2 separate regions of the Anser cygnoides genome follow, and region 2 is linked to region 1. A link is a contact called in public Hi-C data. All regions are on one chromosome and are shown on one strand. The core of a region is the stretch at or near the end of the contact, and the rest is flanking DNA. Distances in the headings are between cores, read along the strand shown. Region 1 has its middle 120 kb from the start of CMAS. Region 2 holds the start of ST8SIA1 (ST8 alpha-N-acetyl-neuraminide alpha-2,8-sialyltransferase 1).

Region 1 (3,793 bases), core at 193-2,692:
ATGCCTCAGTGTCAACACCTGTATTGTGGGATGAGAGTCAGGGGATTATCATACCTTATTTCAGACCTCCTCCCAAACAACACATAATGAACCAAAAGAGACTTAAAGAGTAAGAGCACCTGTGCAGGAGAATGTCTTGGTATACAGGATTGTCAGCTTGTTTTAGAAAGGAAACCAACAAAAACTCCTCTCTCTTTTAAGTAGGTCTTGAGACATTAAAAGAAAAAGAGAGAGAAATGAGAGACAAAAACAAATCGAAGAAGTGAACAGCAGGACTCCAGGGAGCTGTAAAAATGTATTCTATTAAAAGATGTCTCTCAGCTGCAGAGCAAAGCGTGTGAAATTATGGCACCCAGCCTGCAGTATGTATCCCTGTTTGTTATATAGTAAGAACCAGGTGCTTCTCTCATCTTCCCAGTAATGCCTGGAAAACAATAATGACTTTCCATTCTAAATTGTTCTGAAGCACTAAGCAGCCCCTGAAATACAGCGCAGATGGAGTACCACAAGGGCCACCAGCTCTTCCAGAAGCAGCACCTTCTCCTGTGGAGGCACTAGGATATATAAAAGTATGTTTCCCTGAGTAAGGCATGCTATCCAAGTAAAGACAACTCCTCTTTCCCAGGATGGTATGCTTACCACACACATACATCATGAGGATGGCATTGAACTCACATTCACAGGAACCCCATCAAGCAGCCCTGGGATCCTTAATTCCCACTTTCTTCGTGAGGCTGCTCAATGTCCACTCCCACGTTCTCAGCTCTACCTTTTAGAGGGGAGTACTCTCTAAGTAAGTGCTGCAGAAAGGCACCTCTGTGTAGGTGCTGTTGCACTGCTCCCATGAGAGAGCTGTATACTGAGATAGGGTGTCAGTCTGAGCACAATAACCTTGCAATAGCCTGCAGTAACCTACAGGCAGTTCGGGCCTGTGAGTAGCTTTGATTTCATGAGAATGTAATGAATATACAGAAAAATAACTGTTTTGCTACTATTTTCTCCACTTCTACCAGGCTAACATGAGCAAGAACAAAAGAACAAAGGCTTAATTGCCCTTTGAAAGGAAGAAAAATCCCTGTCAGTCGCATGGCTGCATTTAAGGATGTGATGAGAGCAGTGAAGGGCTGCTCCGGTTCACCTCTTTCTGCTCCTGCTCCAGTCCCATGTAAGGTGCTTCTCACTGGCAGAGGATGCTGATGTGGACAGGTGCTCCCCAGAAAGCAGTTTTCTCCCTGGAGATCTTCACTGCTCTGCCTATGCTCCAGTGAGGGTAATGTCGGCTGCCACACGGCAGGAGCCAGCTTTGGAAAATGCCCAGGCAGTTTCAACATCTGTGCTCCAAACAGCCAAAAAAAAAAAAAAATTCTGGCTGAGCACAACTGCCGAGTTTGGATTTGGACTAGCAAAACTCGTCCTGTCTGCAACATCGGGGGGCAGTGTTTCCTTGGGAGCTCCACGGCCAGGAAAGCAGCTGCAGGGAAATGACTGAGGATAACCCAGAGGTGAATAGATGTGAAGATGTTTTATTTTTGTGCTGTAAAATATTTGACTTTATTAAAGATGGCAGCTAATTTAGGAACTGGAAGGAGGCAAATTGCAGTTCTGGTCACAAAATAAATCATTCTAGTACTACTCACAGCAGACTAGTCATGGTAAGCTACAAATATATGGATGTTGCAAACAGGAAAATGGTCTTAATGTAAATTGAGATAAATAAAATAGGAATATGAATGACCAAAAAAATCCTTAGATAAATAAAATAAAAATTAATAAGATATTTGTGTTGGAAAGCATTAAATACAGGAAAAGTAAATGAAAAAGCACAGTAGTAAACCGAAAACATTTGAAAAGTGAAGTGAGAGAAATAATTGCACCGGATGAATTGGGACATGCATAGTATCAGAAATAACTCGGAGCCTAAAAACCAGGCATGGTGGAAGAGTTGTAGAAGGCAACCTGTTAGTATGAGAAAATATGGGATCAACTGTTTCTAGTTCAAAATCTGGATCACGTTGCTGCATCCATGGCCTCCTGTGCAGCTCCGTACCTTCACCAGTTAAGCATAATTGGTAAGACTGACAGCCACAAGATTGTGCTAACCCAAAGGCATCACCACCAGGTGCAGTTTCTGGAGAGCTGCTACCAGCTGAACTAGAGACCCCAGCAAGCAGCTGCCTACCCCATGTTGGGTGCCAGCAGCATGAGTTTGCAACCTCGGCAGCAGGGCTGAGGACCTCTGCTTCCCTGCGGCCTTCAGACCAGCATGCCACAGCTGTCATTCTGTTGTTTTTCTGTTTTGTTTTGGTTGTTTGTTTTTTGTTTTTTTTTTTTTAAAGAAGAGAAAAAAATTGTTTTAAATGGTAAGCTATGATTGAAGTGGATACAAACAACAACTATTTTTTTTTTAAAAAAAGGAGAGAGAAGAAAATAGTAAATCAAAAAATGAAAGAGGCTGTATCTATCTACATAAAAAATGAGCTGCAGGCTAAATTACAGATAGATTGAGACAGATGACATCAGCTTTGCAGGAGGGTGACTTTAAGAGAGAAAATGAGTATAGGTCCTCCTTCACTCTTTCAAAGCTAGTTAAAATCAAGCAAAAAAAGATTTCCACTGATTTTCTCTTGAGCTCCTCATGGGAATAAGACATCCTGCTACACCTCATTTTTCTTTTTGCAAAAAAAAAAATATTTCAGCAAAACTGAAATGTGTTGTTCTCAACTGTTTGACATTTCCAAGCCAGTCACTAGGTGACCACCTCCATCACAGTAGGATCTCTCCCTTGAGCCAGTCCTGAGTCAGCCTCAGTTGCTGACCAAAACTAGAGCCAGGGCTGACACCAGCTAGATGTAGAGAAGGAAGAGGGAAGACACCAAGGGTGGGTCCCTGCATTATTGCTTTGCTCCAGCTAGGACATATTTGGAATATTGTCCAAAGACTTATCCTCCTGATATTTTCAGTCTGCATTTCACGAAAATAAATAAATAAATTAATAAAAATCATGCTGCTGATTAGACAAAAACATGATCTTCTCCAAAACAGGTTAACATGCTCATCCATTGCTCTGGCTTCACACATTTCGCTGATGCTGTTCCTCCAGTTAGTCTTGAACACATCTGCCTCAGACAGAACAGTGTTTATTAGCCATGTTTTTCCTTTTACAGATTTACCCATGTCCTTTCTTAGAGAATCCCTAACTATAATTTCCACATCTGCAAAAACACAGATCCTAAGAGCTTCTTCCTGGCCGCTGCTGTGTGAACAGCATGACTACGAAACTAAGAGTAACCCCCCCTACACCAAAACTGACTACCAGCTGTAGCTACAAGTACACACTGCAAGAGATTACCTTCATCTATCAGGTCATAGTAGATGAATGCCAGTGCAATCCTCTCATATCTAATTGCTCTGTGGAGGTCATCTTAATTGCTGCAGAAAGAGCTGCTTTCTTGTGACAACTCCTTTCTTAATGGCTTGTTTACGCACTCTTAATGTGCGTCTTGCAAATAGCTGAATGTCCCATGTTTTGCCCAGGGACCCTCTTGGCAGGATGAAGCAGGAAGTCTAAAAGCTACTAAAAGTCTCTGGTTTGATGATGCATGTAAGGCAGGAGGAAGTGGGTAAGCTCTGCATTGACCCAATTCATACTAGAGCACTGCACTCCATGTCCCACATTGTAGATCATGTCTGTCTAGGGGAGAAGTGCAAGAAGTGCTCCCAGCACTTAGAAAGACACCTTTGTGTATCTTAGCTCAAATACTGCTACTGACATACCTGCTGGTATATACCATAT
Region 2 (4,346 bases), core at 674-3,173, 170 kb after region 1:
GAGCTTTACAATGCTCTTACATAAAAAGAAAAGAATGGTAGCAAAGAACATCATTGTTTCTGTTGATGGTATTACAATATAGAGAAGTTTACCTGACAAGGACTTTAATTTCATAGCTTTCTACCAATGTTAAGAGCAGCAAATCTACTCAGCAAGAATTCAGAGTTCTACATCACTATTGTTTGACTATTTTGGTATATTCACTACATATCTCCAGTGAAAATTTCCTTTAAAAAAGCATTAATTCCTAAAGCAGATTGATTTAAAGTTAATTGTATTTAGCACTGCACCAACTGAGCAAGACACAGACGAGAAACCACAGCTCACTTTATTGCAAGATATTCTCTTCTGTAAGCATCCTTGAGATAACCACTACGCTTAGACAGTGGAAAAATATCTGGGCAGGTGGAATAGTTGAGAAGCCACACAGAGTTTGTGTTTGTAAACCATGTGGCTGAAATAGACTAAAAAATATTTTTTAAACTGAAGTTGCAGCAGCTGTGTCACCCTTCAAAGCAACATTTGGCTTACAAACATGAGAAATAATGCATCAAGCTCTCTCCTATATCACCTATCAGGTTAATTTTTTTAAAAAAATGATTAATCTACCTAAAAAATGTAAATCTGTGGCACAAAAGAATTAAGATAAATTAATAACTGAGGAGACCAACCCAGTTTATTCCAGTTTTATATCCTGTGCTCTAGAACAAGGATTCTACATCAGAACCTCATTGTTAGCTCTGTATTAAAGGGAGGACTTCTTTCAGGCCTAGATTCTATTAACACAAGCCCATTTATCATCTCTCATTGCTTATATTTCCTGCAAGCTCCAGGTGCTGAAGGGTGTGCTTTTGAAGAACTGCAAAGTTTCTGCTATCCCAGCAGACAAGATAGTAAGCAATCACATGCCAGCTCCAGTTCACGGCAAACACAAGTTGAGCTGCATTCACAAAACAAAGAAGAACACCAAATAAAGCTGTACGCCAGAACAGAAGCCCCTAGGAACTGGGATCTGATTCACTGTGGCATTTACTAAAGAAAGGGAGTCTTTTTGCAGGCAGCCCGGTTACCACTGACTCTGATCTTTCATCTGCTGCTTAGAGGACAAGGAGAAAACCCAGCTTCCCACCTGGAGGGGAAGGGAGACCCCGCAGCTGTCTGCATTTCACCCAGCCGCTCGAGCGGGCTTCAGCGGAAGGCAAATCTCTTCCGCACCCCTTTCAGGCCAGGGGCGCCCAGAAAGCCCTCCCTGCCGCAGGAGCACCCGGCTGCACTCCGGCCCTTTGCCTGCTCGGCCCAGGACGAGCCCCACAAAAGTTTGGCAGAGCAGAAAGGGTCGGGACCGGGCTGGGGGCGGCAGCAGCGGAGGGACGGGGCTGGCAGCGCAAAGTTTGGGGCGGTGAGGGTGCCCGTCCCCGGCCGCCCTTGAGCCGGCGGTACCTGAAGCCGGCGACCGCAGTGTGGTTCCTCCTCCACGCTTTGCCCCTGCTGCAGCAGCACCCCCTGCACGATCTCGCTTCTCGTCGGGCAGCCGGTAGACGGGGAAGACGTAGAGCCAGCAGAGGACGAAGACGCCCAGGGCGCTGGCCCCTACGGGCAGGCGGGTGCGCGGCCACTTCCACGCCAGCCCCGCCATCCTCCTCCTCCTCCGCCCGCAGCGCCGCCGCGGCGCCGGGCTGCAGCTCCTGCATCAGGCCCTCGCCGTGCGGGGGCCGCCCAGCCTCGCCGCCCTATGCCCGGCGGCCCGGCCCGGCGCCCGCTGCCCGCGGCCATCGCAGCCCGGCCGGGCTCCTCCCGGGGGCTGCGCCGCGGTTGGCTCCTCTCTCGGCGGTGGCTGCTGCCCCCTTCCTCACAGGCATTTGGTCCCTCGCTCTGCCCGCCAGGCGAGGCGAGGCGATGCTCCCCTCCCTCCGCCTCCCCGCCCCGCTCTCCGCTGCGGGCCGCCCCAGTAAATTTCCACCCCGGCCCCTTCTCTCGCTCAGCCTGTGCGGGCTTAGCCCCGCGCCGGGGCTTCCTTCCGCTCGCACCGGGGCCGAGGCACCTCCCGGCCCCTGCGCGGGGCCGAGGAGCCGCCGCCGAGCCCCCCGCAGTCCCGGCCTCCTCCCCGGGAGCCGCCGCACCGCCCGGCAGCGGCGCTCCCGCCGGGGGCCGGCGCCGCAGCGCGCCCTGGCGGCCATCTTCTCGCCCGCGGAGCCAGCCCGAGCCACCGCCTCGTGGCTGCCACCGGGAGCCAGCTGGCGAGGAGCAGCCCCCGGCTCGGGGCTGCAGCTGGGAGGGAAGAAGTGGCCCGCCAGAGCTGAGCCTGGAAAGGCTGGGGGGTGCTGGATGACTCGAGAACCTGACAGGGAGTGGCCCGTGTAAGAGGGGAGCGGGCTCCGACTGACAGCGCCGTTACGTCCGTGTGTACCCACAGCTACTTGTAACTTGGGAGATCCAAGGATGCGAGAGGACATTTACAGCCTCTCATGTCCGAGACCTATTACTGCGTAACAAATATTGTTTTCATTCACACCTTACACAGCAGAGCTGTCTAGAGCATTAGAGCTGCACTCTTCAGACCAAATGGGAAAAGAAATCGAGCAATGTGTTCCTGGCCAACACCTGACAAATATGTTCCAAGTAGAACAGATGTTTACATCCTCCCTAAGTAAACTTGTATTTTTGGTGAGGAAGCTATTTACCAACAGTAACATAAAACTGTCCAATCAACTCTACTAAAAACAAACAGAACTAATCAATCTGTCCCTGGGGGTGTTCAAGGAAAGGTTGGACTGGGTGCTTAGGGGACATGGTTTAGTGGGTGATATTGGTAGTAGCGTAATGGTTGGACTGGGTGATCTTGGAGTCTTTTCCAGCCTTTATGATTCTATGATCTTTAGGGAGACTTATTCAAAATGTAGTTAGCTAGACTTATCAAAAGTAAAAATTATTAAAATGTGCAAAACTGTGCATTTTTGTGTAAATGTGCAAAACCATGAACTCCAAATTAAATTCTGCCTCGTTGCTCACCTTTAGCTGAGAAGAGAGACAAACCTGAGTCTTGATGTCACTTGGGAAACCAGAAAGTGGAAAAAGGAACAAAAAGAAAGTAGAAATGGCTTATTCTTTGACCGTCCAAACTGGATGCAATGAAGTAAGTAGAAATGAAATAGATGCAGTTATTTGCTAGTTTCTTTGGTAACGTAGTCCCTCCTTAAGTAGTGTAGGGAGGGATCATTTCTTTTAATAAAGGATTTCTGCCCTTACACAATTAGATGCAGGGTTGGGGGTATTTTTTGTTTGTGAACCTATAAAGTATTCCTAAGCCTTTCCTCTTTTTTTTCTTTCCTTTTTTTTTTTTCTGAATATCTTTCAGCCTCAAGCCCCCAGGCTGTTCACTGAATTTATAACAGTCCACAGTCTGTCTAGTGCAATGGCTGTTAACTCCTTCACCATTTCCTGCCTACAGCCCACAAGGAGCCAGATGTACCAAGACAGAGATGAGGCAGAGCCTGTTATGTTGTTACTGACATGGCACAGAGAACTGAAAATGTCTGGCCTCGTTCTGTTATTATACAGGTAGAAATGTCTTCTTTCCTTACCTTCTGACAGTGAGCCCTGAAAGAAAAGCGTACTGATGCTTTACATTGTGGGTAATGATTTCAGGTGGAGAATAAACTGAAGATAAGAATAAACTGCTAAACATTAATCTTGCTTTCGAGCAAACAGTCTTAACTACCTCAATGGCAGTTTGCAATCATTGTGAAGATGTAATTGACAATCCGTGCCTTTAAATCAAAGCCGAAAGATGGAAGTTTCCTCTCTGCTGTACTCCACATTAGCGAGAACTTCAGTAGTGAGATTTATTCTCATCTTCATTCTTTTGGTCCCAGGTAAGATCTACAAGCAGAAAGGCTAATTACTCTGGACAAGGTTCATAAGCGGGCCTCATACAGAAAAAGAAAAAATATATATATATTGAGAGATGCCTTCAGAAAGAAACATAGAGAAAAAGCAATGGGTGAGACCAGTGAATAACAAGCATTTTGAACATTAAGAAGAAATAGAGATGCTATCCACAGATCAGAAAGAAAAGTGTTATGTTTTTCCTGGGTTCACTGCAAAATCCATCAGCAGACCTCTCTTCCAGTTTTCTATTGCCTGTTTATTTGCCACAACAATGCAAACAGTACAGCCATGCAGACTCATTCACAACATCCCTGAGCTAGCTGTACTCATCTGATGGCTTTGCATTTCCCTTTCTGCCCCTGCGGGTGGAGCTGATACTCTGCTCAGTTACTTAATGCTGCTGCTGTCTCTGAGAAAGCCGTGCTCAGGAGAGCAGGGTAAAGATCTTTTCTGAGCAG

The links. A called contact is a pair of places that touch in the nucleus more often than the background predicts.
Region 2: a Hi-C map of liver shows a contact between it and region 1, with 2.7 times the contacts expected there. The contact joins the promoter of ST8SIA1 here to the enhancer-like site in region 1. A contact is called at or near these places in 2 of 7 Hi-C or Micro-C datasets (granulosa cells and liver).

Annotation. Positions count from the first base shown.
Region 1 is chr1:77,841,284-77,845,076 of Taihu_goose_T2T_genome, forward strand. No RefSeq gene overlaps it. Among named protein-coding and RNA genes, the nearest start is that of CMAS, 120 kb to the left of the region's middle. Within about 2 kb of position 1,443, at least 1 of the 3 cell types and tissues checked has open chromatin away from gene starts, as enhancers often do.
Region 2 is chr1:78,006,246-78,010,591 of Taihu_goose_T2T_genome, forward strand. It overlaps ST8SIA1 (ST8 alpha-N-acetyl-neuraminide alpha-2,8-sialyltransferase 1), which reads right to left and starts at 1,924. Exons shown (of 6, transcript XM_048053923.2): 1 at 1,441-1,924. The coding sequence starts at 1,691.